Linked DNA regions of Mus musculus: all the other regions are linked to region 3. The links are chromatin contacts, called in public Hi-C and HiChIP or PLAC-seq maps. All regions are on one chromosome and are shown on one strand. Each heading gives the region's core, a stretch centred on a gene start, on an enhancer-like site or on the middle of the called end of the contact. The rest is flanking DNA. Distances are from core to core; before and after follow the strand shown.

The links. A called contact is a pair of places that touch in the nucleus more often than the background predicts. HiChIP or PLAC-seq counts read pairs in DNA pulled down with a chosen protein or histone mark.
Region 1: a Hi-C map of cortical glia shows a contact between it and region 3, with 2.7 times the contacts expected there. The contact joins the enhancer-like site here to the promoter of A230001M10Rik in region 3. A contact is called at or near these places in 2 of 39 promoter capture datasets (the 3T3-L1 cell line and embryonic stem cells), 2 of 15 datasets of contacts at CTCF or cohesin (the NIH/3T3 cell line and stem cell-derived epiblast-like cells), 131 of 484 Hi-C or Micro-C datasets (the 3T3-L1 cell line, 3T3-L1-derived adipocytes, the AML12 cell line and 64 more), 16 of 115 datasets of contacts at active chromatin or transcription factors (the NIH/3T3 cell line, VIP interneurons, astrocytes and 9 more) and 1 of 9 other capture datasets (embryonic stem cells).
Region 2: an H3K27ac HiChIP or PLAC-seq map of the NIH/3T3 cell line shows a contact between it and region 3, with 10 times the contacts expected there. The contact joins the enhancer-like site here to the promoter of A230001M10Rik in region 3. A contact is called at or near these places in 1 of 39 promoter capture datasets (the 3T3-L1 cell line), 1 of 15 datasets of contacts at CTCF or cohesin (the NIH/3T3 cell line), 19 of 484 Hi-C or Micro-C datasets (the HPC-7 cell line, LSK cells, Th1 cells and 10 more), 7 of 115 datasets of contacts at active chromatin or transcription factors (the NIH/3T3 cell line, differentiating embryonic stem cells, embryonic stem cells and 4 more) and 1 of 9 other capture datasets (embryonic stem cells).

What each region holds. Positions count from the first base shown.
Region 1 is chr3:102,700,683-102,703,382 of GRCm38.p6, reverse strand. No RefSeq gene overlaps it. Among named protein-coding and RNA genes, the nearest start is that of Gm40112, 7.7 kb to the right of the region's middle. Within about 2 kb of position 1,277, at least 21 of the 459 cell types and tissues checked have an H3K27ac peak or open chromatin away from gene starts, as enhancers often do. A contact at or near this core is called in the C3H10T1/2 cell line, VIP interneurons and cortical glia, where this site is marked.
Region 2 is chr3:102,669,879-102,672,578 of GRCm38.p6, reverse strand. No RefSeq gene overlaps it. Among named protein-coding and RNA genes, the nearest start is that of Gm40112, 23 kb to the left of the region's middle. Within about 2 kb of position 1,443, at least 27 of the 459 cell types and tissues checked have an H3K27ac peak or open chromatin away from gene starts, as enhancers often do. A contact at or near this core is called in the NIH/3T3 cell line, heart atrium and trophoblast stem cells, where this site is marked.
Region 3 is chr3:102,260,997-102,263,696 of GRCm38.p6, reverse strand. It overlaps A230001M10Rik (RIKEN cDNA A230001M10 gene), which reads right to left and starts at 1,292. Exons shown (of 4, transcript NR_040391.1): 1 at 818-1,292.

The DNA.
Region 1 (2,700 bases), core at 28-2,527, 440 kb before region 3:
AGGCTTCTCAAACTGAGCCCAGAGTATTTAGAGGTGGACAGACCAGCCAGGACCCTGACCCTCAAGAAGCTTAGGTCTGGTGGAAGGGCAGGCATGAAGCAAAACCAGCCCCCATGTCAGTGTGCAGTTAGACATTCCGACAAACACACCAGAGGAAAGGGAGACGTTATGAGAGGTCACAGTCCACAGTGCTTAAAACTGTGTGACCTTGGAAAGGGTTCTTAACTTCTCTGTGCCTTGGTTGCCAATGCCGGGAAAAAAAAAAAAAAAAAGACCCCATAACAGGAGTTAGCTGGGAGGGAGGGCTGAGCTGGGCACACTGTCTCCACCCCTGTTGGTCCCCATCTGCTCCTTCGGCGGAGCAAAATACATCACTTCACTCTTACCTCACAGATTTCTTCCCCATCTGGGTTTCAGTTCAAGTGTCCTTACCTCAGAAGGGTCTTCCAGCTCTACCCTGTTCCATCTTCTCACTCTGAGGCAAGAGCTGCCTGGTGGTAACAAGGAAGATGAGGGGAGGGCCTGGAGCGTCTCCCTGTCTAATAAGGAGTCACAATTTTGTTCTATGTGTCACAAGGAGTAATCGAAGGTATGTAATCAGAAGCACCCAATATATGTGCTAAAAGGTCATTGGTGAACTTAAAAATGATCAGATTTTATGATTATAAAATATAAATCTGCTCACTTGGAAAATGCAGAAAAGCACCATGTAGAATTTATTATTTTTTAAAATCTCAAGTTGGGGTGCTCAAAAGCATCACTAATAATCTGGAATATGGCCTCCCACTCATTGACCAATATTCGTATTTAATAGCATACTTGGAATGACTATACTGCACACACTGTCCAATACACCAGCACTTAAGGAAACATTGTGTTGTATGACGGTTTTATTCCAAGGTTTTGCAGGAAGAGGCAGGCACTGGTGGGAAGGAGGGTGGAAAGTGGCTGGCTGCCCCAGCCAATCAGCTCAACAGGAAGTTGGGTCCTGTCCAGGGCACATTTGGAGTCTGCTTCTGAGTCCCAAGTGGCCTCCCTAGAGCTTCCAGTTTCTCTGAGTTCTCCAGGAGTAGGCCTATGCTAGAACCTCTTCTTCCCCTGTACACCTGACCACCTAAAGGTGGCTGTCCCGTGTGGCCCACAGCTGGGGATTGGTCCTTTGGTGCTGTTCTGGGTGCCTCTTGAATCTTCATCCTTTTTCCTTCACAAGTCAAGTCAGGATGGAGACGAGGCCTGGCGCCCCCTGGTGTTCATAATTATGATAAACAGCTTTGTGTCCACCTTCCTCATACAGACGAATCCTACCCACCATCCTCTGGGGCAAGTAGAATAGCTTGCTGAGGCTCAGAAACTAGTAGGTGTTAGCGCCACCTATTGCAAGAATGTCAGAGCCAAATTCCAGAGGTTAGCTGGGTCTTCATACAGCCGAGGCCACCTCTATGATATCTTAACACCCTGTTCTGTTTGGGGCAGAAGTGTACTTTCTTGAGATAGCTCCCTTACCTGACTGGACCCACCCTCAAAGAACAACCATAGGCTAGAGAAGAGGCTGGTGGGGCCCAGTGCCCAGTGTGCTTATGATCTGCAAATGATGGGCAGGTAAAGATCTACCATTGCAGGTTCCTCCAGGAGAGGAAGTGGAGTTTGGGAGTAGGACCCTCAGGAGATCAAGGTTGCCTGTACTCACACACCTATCAGGAACCCTGGGCACAGCTCGGTCTGGTTTCAGGAACTTCCCCAGATCTGGCTGGAAAAACCTTCAGAATGCCAGGCCACCAGGCAGCCTTCTTGGGAAAGCCAATCTCATGATGACCCCTCCCTCCTATTCACGGAAAAGTACAGGCAGATCGGGGGCCCTCCAAGCCTGCAGGCAGATGCCTGGCTGCCCTCTGGACTCTCCAACTGTGGAGGCTGACTAGCTTGTCCTTGGGCCAGGCCTAGAGTTAAATAGTTTCCCCAAATAAGCAGTTTAAAAAAAATCTGGAAAATGTCCACAATCTAAGTGGGGTGGGATGTCTTCTCGACTGGCTTGCATTGCAGCTGAGGACTCTGTGGTCCTCCAGCAAAGAGGCAGGGAAGGAATGTGAAACCCTACCCCCCAAAGAGAGAAGGGTTGTTCCCCCCCACCCCCCCCCAGTTTTTGATAGGGTTGTGAATGTAGAGCCTGCTGGGAACTGGGTCTCCTGGAGGCTGCTTCTCAAGCCTGTGGGACATCAGTGGGCAAGTCAGGGCACCTGGCTGAGTGTGCCAGGGGCTCAGCTAGGTCTCCCGGTTCTCCCTCCTCTCCAGCCCTCCCTCCCTCTCCCTTCCCCTGGGTAGTGCGATTCAGTTTTATTGCAAACCCCACTAGATCCCCTAGAACCTAGCCTTGGCAGAGCAGTGCTTGGTTGGTACCACAGAGAGAACGAGTGACCCACGAGAGTCCCTTCAAGCAGCAGTGTATGAGCCCTGACATCTCGGTGCCCTCGGCTTTGAATGCTTTGGAGGGCTCTGCGTGTCCACCAAGTCCTAATTTTCTAGCCTGTGCTGGTAAAACCGCTCCCTTCCACACAGTCCATCCACCTCACTTTCCAGCGCAAGGTCTGCCAAGACCTTTCCAAACAGTCAAGGCCAAGGCCTGCTCTTCCCTGCGTCTTTACACAGTCCAGGCTGAGGTGCTCACATTGAACACATTGCAAGCTCAGCCCTGGGGTGCCAGTG
Region 2 (2,700 bases), core at 194-2,693, 410 kb before region 3:
TTCAATGGAGGTGCCATCTGGGTGTACCTGGAGTCCCAGAATTATGTCAGTGCTGAGCAGTTAAAAAAATGCACACACACACACACACACACACACACACACACACACACACACTTGCAGACAAAAATCTAGTATGGCAGAAGTAGCCACAGCCCTAAAGTCGTCCTTTTAACTGTCTTTATAGGGCTCCTTCCAGGCACCAAGTGAGCCCTGTAAAGGCTTTGCCCTGTGCCTCCAGCCCAGTGTTTCCAACCTGAGAGACCTGAGGAGCATTGATGGGAAGAATTCTGCGCAGGCCCCTGGGGTTTCTGCCAGAGCTGTGTTGTTATTCTTTGTAGTGAGCTGACATCTTCAAAGATCAAAGAGCAGAGGCTTAGCTCTGTCCCTCCTGCTCCCATCTTTTCTTTTGTTTTTGGAGAGAATGAAGCAGGGATCTTTGAACACCATTTTTATTTATTGTATTTATTGGGGAGTGGAGGGTACTTCTTTCACTGGGATTGAAGTTTCCAGCCCATGTTGAAAATGGCGGAAGTTGCATGTGGGCTTACCTGTCCCTGTGGAGGATTGGGCAGCAACACCATCAGACATGGAACTTCAGGAACAGATTCCAGTCGGCCTGGACTTCAGGACCCTGGCCACAGAGTCTCTGTGTTCCTACCCCACCATTGCCTTTCTCAAACTGCTCACTGTCCTTAGTTAACAAAAAGCTCAAAGACATTCTGAGCTGTCCTTTAGATAAACTTTAATTTTCTCCTTTGCCAGAAACCAAATACTTCAGGTATACTTCAGAAAATATCTGTTGAATGTGCCTTTTGTTTCTAAGAGATTTACACTGCTACCACCCTACCTATAGTTTGTTTACTCATTCTTCGAAATGGCACTCACTCTGTGCTCACACCACCTCAGGCATTCTGGGCGGGGCTGGGGCATGAAGGAGCATAAGACATGGCACTGCCCACAAAGGACTTCTCTGCACCAGGTTTGGGAAGGAGATGCAAACAGAACAAAGATCTAGAGTGAAATGTCTGGCTATTGACCTCCAGCAGTCTGCCATTTCCTCCTGATCCATTCTCTTCAGGGATAATAAAAGCACTTTTCTAAACTGCAGAATCAGTCATGATCATTGTCTCCCTGCTCCCTAAAGAATGGGCCGAGTTTCCAGGGTGCCATTTAAAACCTTCACAGGTTGGTCCCCATCTGCCCTTCCCCCTCCCAGACCCCTGGTGTCTACCTTTGAACTCCAGCTTTAGTGGATTAGATTAGAAGATGTTTCGACCCTCCTCCTGTAGATCCATTCTTCCATGCCCCTCCTGGTTCATCTTGCTTTGACTGTCCACTGGACTTCACTCATCATCTGGCTTATCTTTCCACTGTTACTCATCACCCAAGACTCACCAGCCTTAACTCTCCCACCCCGGGGCAGAATGAACTGCATTCCTTTCAACATAGTACTATTAAGAAGTTGACTTCAGTGCCATAGCTAATTCATAGCTTAGATGCCATGAAAGGGAATGCAGCATCCAGAATACCACAATAACGTCCTTGTCGAATGACTAAAAAATAAAGTGTAAAATCTTTGAACTATGCTGTGCGCTATTGTAAAGTGTGTTGTTGTACTTTTTACTGGTAACAGTGCTATGAAAAAGAAAAACTTTGCAGAGTCCCCAAGTGCCTGGCCAGGATAATCAAAATTCCAGCATTTGGAATCAAAGGCCGCTTCCTTGTCTGTTTTTCATCTTCTTTCTTTCATGTAAAGTTTGTGGGTCTGGGTTGAGACACTGTTGTAGGTTATCTGGAGTTGTTGACATCGTATAAGATAGGACTAAATGGCCTGGGGTTCATGCGGGAAGTTGGAATACTGGGGAGAGATGGAGGAGGAGGAGAGAGGAAATGAGCCTCTGGGAATGCTGGAGGCCAGGAGAAAGCCCCTCTTTCACCTCGTGGCTATCGCTGAAGTTCTTTGCTGTCTCATGGTGAAGTTGCATGGATGTGTGTGGAGTAATACTTGTAGATAATTTGGAACTTAGACATGAGATGGCTTAGACGTGATTCACCAGCGGCTGTCAGTCTATCTTCCCCAACAGCTTTCTGAGTAAGTGACAAGCTCTCCGGCTTCAACTCCTTACTCCTGCTAAACCTAGTGTTAAGAATACAAACAAGATACTTCAGAAAAGAATCTGCCTCACGTCCAGTTGGATAAAGATTTCTCATACGTTTGGGAAAAAAAAAATCACTAAAAACTTTTAGCCTTGCTTGCAGATAAATCTCCAGCATTTCATTTCACAGTAATGACCACTATTTCAAAACACTTCCCACAGGGAATCCTATCAATGGATAGGAAGTCTCCAGAAGGTTACAGATAAGGACTGGAATGTTTCCTTTATTTGAAGAGTGAAATAACTGAAAACTAACCCGCTTGGTCTTCAGAGCTGGCTTCGTGTTCTCTGTTTGCAGGAACTTGCAATGTTGGTGCTGCAGGGACATGAGGGAATCTGGTTTAGCCCCTTGCTTGGCATATGGAGTGAGGGAAGTTAGTTTAAGGTCACATAGCTTGTCAGGATGGAGCTGGAAGCAAGACCCAGCTCCCTGAAGATTGGTCCAAGTTTCTTCCCTCTATGCTAATTAGCCATGTGGTAAAGTGCTTGATGGAAAAATTTTAAAGAATAAATGTAGAAGTGTATTTACTTTTTTACATCTGCT
Region 3 (2,700 bases), core at 43-2,542:
TCCATTCCCAGAAAGCACAGTGCTCTGTTGACCACAAAGACACTGGCGTCAGGTCAAATGCTTCCCAGCTCTCCCCCTTGGGTTAATGCTAACTTATCCCCCAAGGGTTTCTGGGAGGTCTCCTTCCCCTTGTACATCTCCTTCCTGTTTCAGTTTTCCACGCCCAAGCCTTGCCTTTACCTCCTGCTGCTTTCTTGAAGTCTGCTGCCAAGTTCCCGGCCTCCCTCAGAGGTGTGCTGTCCACAATGAGCAGTTTCTGCAAGTCAGCTAAGTCCTCTAGTCTCTTCTGCTGAACGGTCATCTCGACCTACGGTTATCCATCATTACCCTGAGACACCTGGACTATAAAGAGAGTAAAGGAAGGAAGGAAGTGTGTGTCTGTCTGTGTCTCTATATGTCTCTCTGTGTGTGTATGTGCATGTCTGTCTGTCTGACTGACTGTCTGTCTGTCTTGGGGTGAATTTGATCATGAAGGGCTTCAGAGCCAGGGAAGGATCTGATACATGCTCTTCACTGTGGTGGCGGGGGGGGGGGGGGGGGCGGCAGGGAGAACCAGCCATGTTCACAACCTTCTGGGATTACAGGTGCGCACATCACCTCTTAAGGTTTCCAACACCTCAGAATTACCACACAGGGTCCAAGTCTGCAGAGCATGCCCCTGGACAATAACCCTCAGGCACCCAGACAGGAAACCTGACTGCAGGATTCTGAAAGCCGCCTTCACTGAGAGCTCATGTCAACAGCTGGTCAAACAGCATCACCGGCTTAGCTGACAACGTACTAAGGAGCCCACATTCTTCCCCTCACACCCCCTTACCTGTGAGCACTTCCACTTGGAAGCAGTCCAGCTGTTGCTGCGGCCAGATGGCTCTGAGATGCGTGCTGAGGCACATCTGAGAGGCAACATCTGGAGAGCTTGGGATCTCATCTTTTTTGCTAAAAATGTGCCCGAGGGAGGGGAAGCTTCAGGAAGAAAAATGCAACGCTTTGGTGACTGACTGTTGTGAGGAGAATGAGGCGTCAGAGTTTTTCTGCCTTGATTAAAACTTCTGCGGAACAAAGAAAAAAATCCACCTAAAATCCTAATTGAAACCTGCTTAATACCACAGATAATGGCAAAGGCTCTTGAGTCCTGTTAGGGAGATGCCATTCCTTGTCCTGACACGGGTGATCACAAGCTTCAGTGTCTTTAGTGCAGGCTTATGAAGAGGCTGGACCACTTGTAATGTCTGTGTTGAAATCATCTGTCCAGCAGTGATGACAGGTGACAGCAGCCCTCCGTGAGTATATCTGACCAGTAAATTTGGGACAAATAACCGTTCTACCTTGTGACAAGCCTGGATGAGATAATGCACAAGAGAGATTTGCAAAACAAAGAGCGCTTTGTAGGCTGGAAAGCGATACATGAATACATCATCTGATAAATACAGACCATTTGGGCAGAAGCCACTGTACAGAAAACTGACTTCACTGGACAGAAAGTTGCCGTGAAGTCCAGCAAAGGGGAGATGATTCTCTCTGGAACCCCAACACGCACAGGGTTATTCTTTTCCGAGGTAAAGGGTCGACTTGCATTACAGACCTTGACTGAGAAGTGAAGGCAGCTCTAGTTTTTCCTAACTTTGAAATCATTCTTTGTAGACCATTGTCCTAATTGGAGACTTCCTTCCTCATTACAGGCTCTAGACTCTCTGGAAGCCACAAAGGGTCAATGCATTCTTCTGCAGAGGCATCTCTGAGAGTAGACTAGATAATATGCATTTACCAGTCCTTGAAAATTTGTTTATTAATGAACAAATAGATGTGCTTCACTTTTTTATACATCTCTATATTTCCATTTGTGCAATACAATTTATTATCTTTGCTATGCAACAATCTGCTCCAAAGCTTAATCACCCAACATAATGATTCATTACTTTCCTGTGTCTGTGGCCTGACTGGGCAGCTCTGCTGTCCTGGCACTGGACCACTGACATGGCTGCAGCCCGCTGAGGCTGCACCAATAGCTCAGCCTGCAGCTGAACCTTTAACCACACAGCCTTCGTTTATAAGAAAGAGGACTATCTTCCTTCTGTGACCACAGATGATCTAAGGCAAACCTCCATAGCCCAGTCTTACCGAGCTGATGCCTGCCTGTGTGGAATTTACTGATATTCCTGCAGCCACCACAGGTTACAAGCTGGAGCCCAAAGCTAATGACAAGAAACTAACCAGGAAATGTGAGTGTTGGCAGCCCTGGTGTGATCATCTGCAGCACTGTGCTTCATTTACTGTAAACACATCCAACAGGATCATAAGGCCAATGAGATAGGATGGCACAGTGGGTAGAGGCACTCAGACCTAGTGACCTGAGCTGTATCCCAGGATTCCACCAGGTAGCAGAAGAGAACTGAGTCCTGAGAATTGTCCTCTGACTTCAAATGTGCACCTGCATTCAACACACAAACACACACCAAAGCATCTACACACACGACGTACATACATACACACTCATACAGAGCACCTGCACACACATGCTATACACACACACACAAACACACACGAGCACCTGTACACACATGGTCTATACACATGATGTACACATACACAAATAAATAAAATTGAAAAGGATTACAGAATCAATTCTACGGTCCTAATATTTTCTGTTATTTCTGTTGTACATTAAAGCCTCAGTTTATGGGGGGTTGGAGAGGTGGCTAA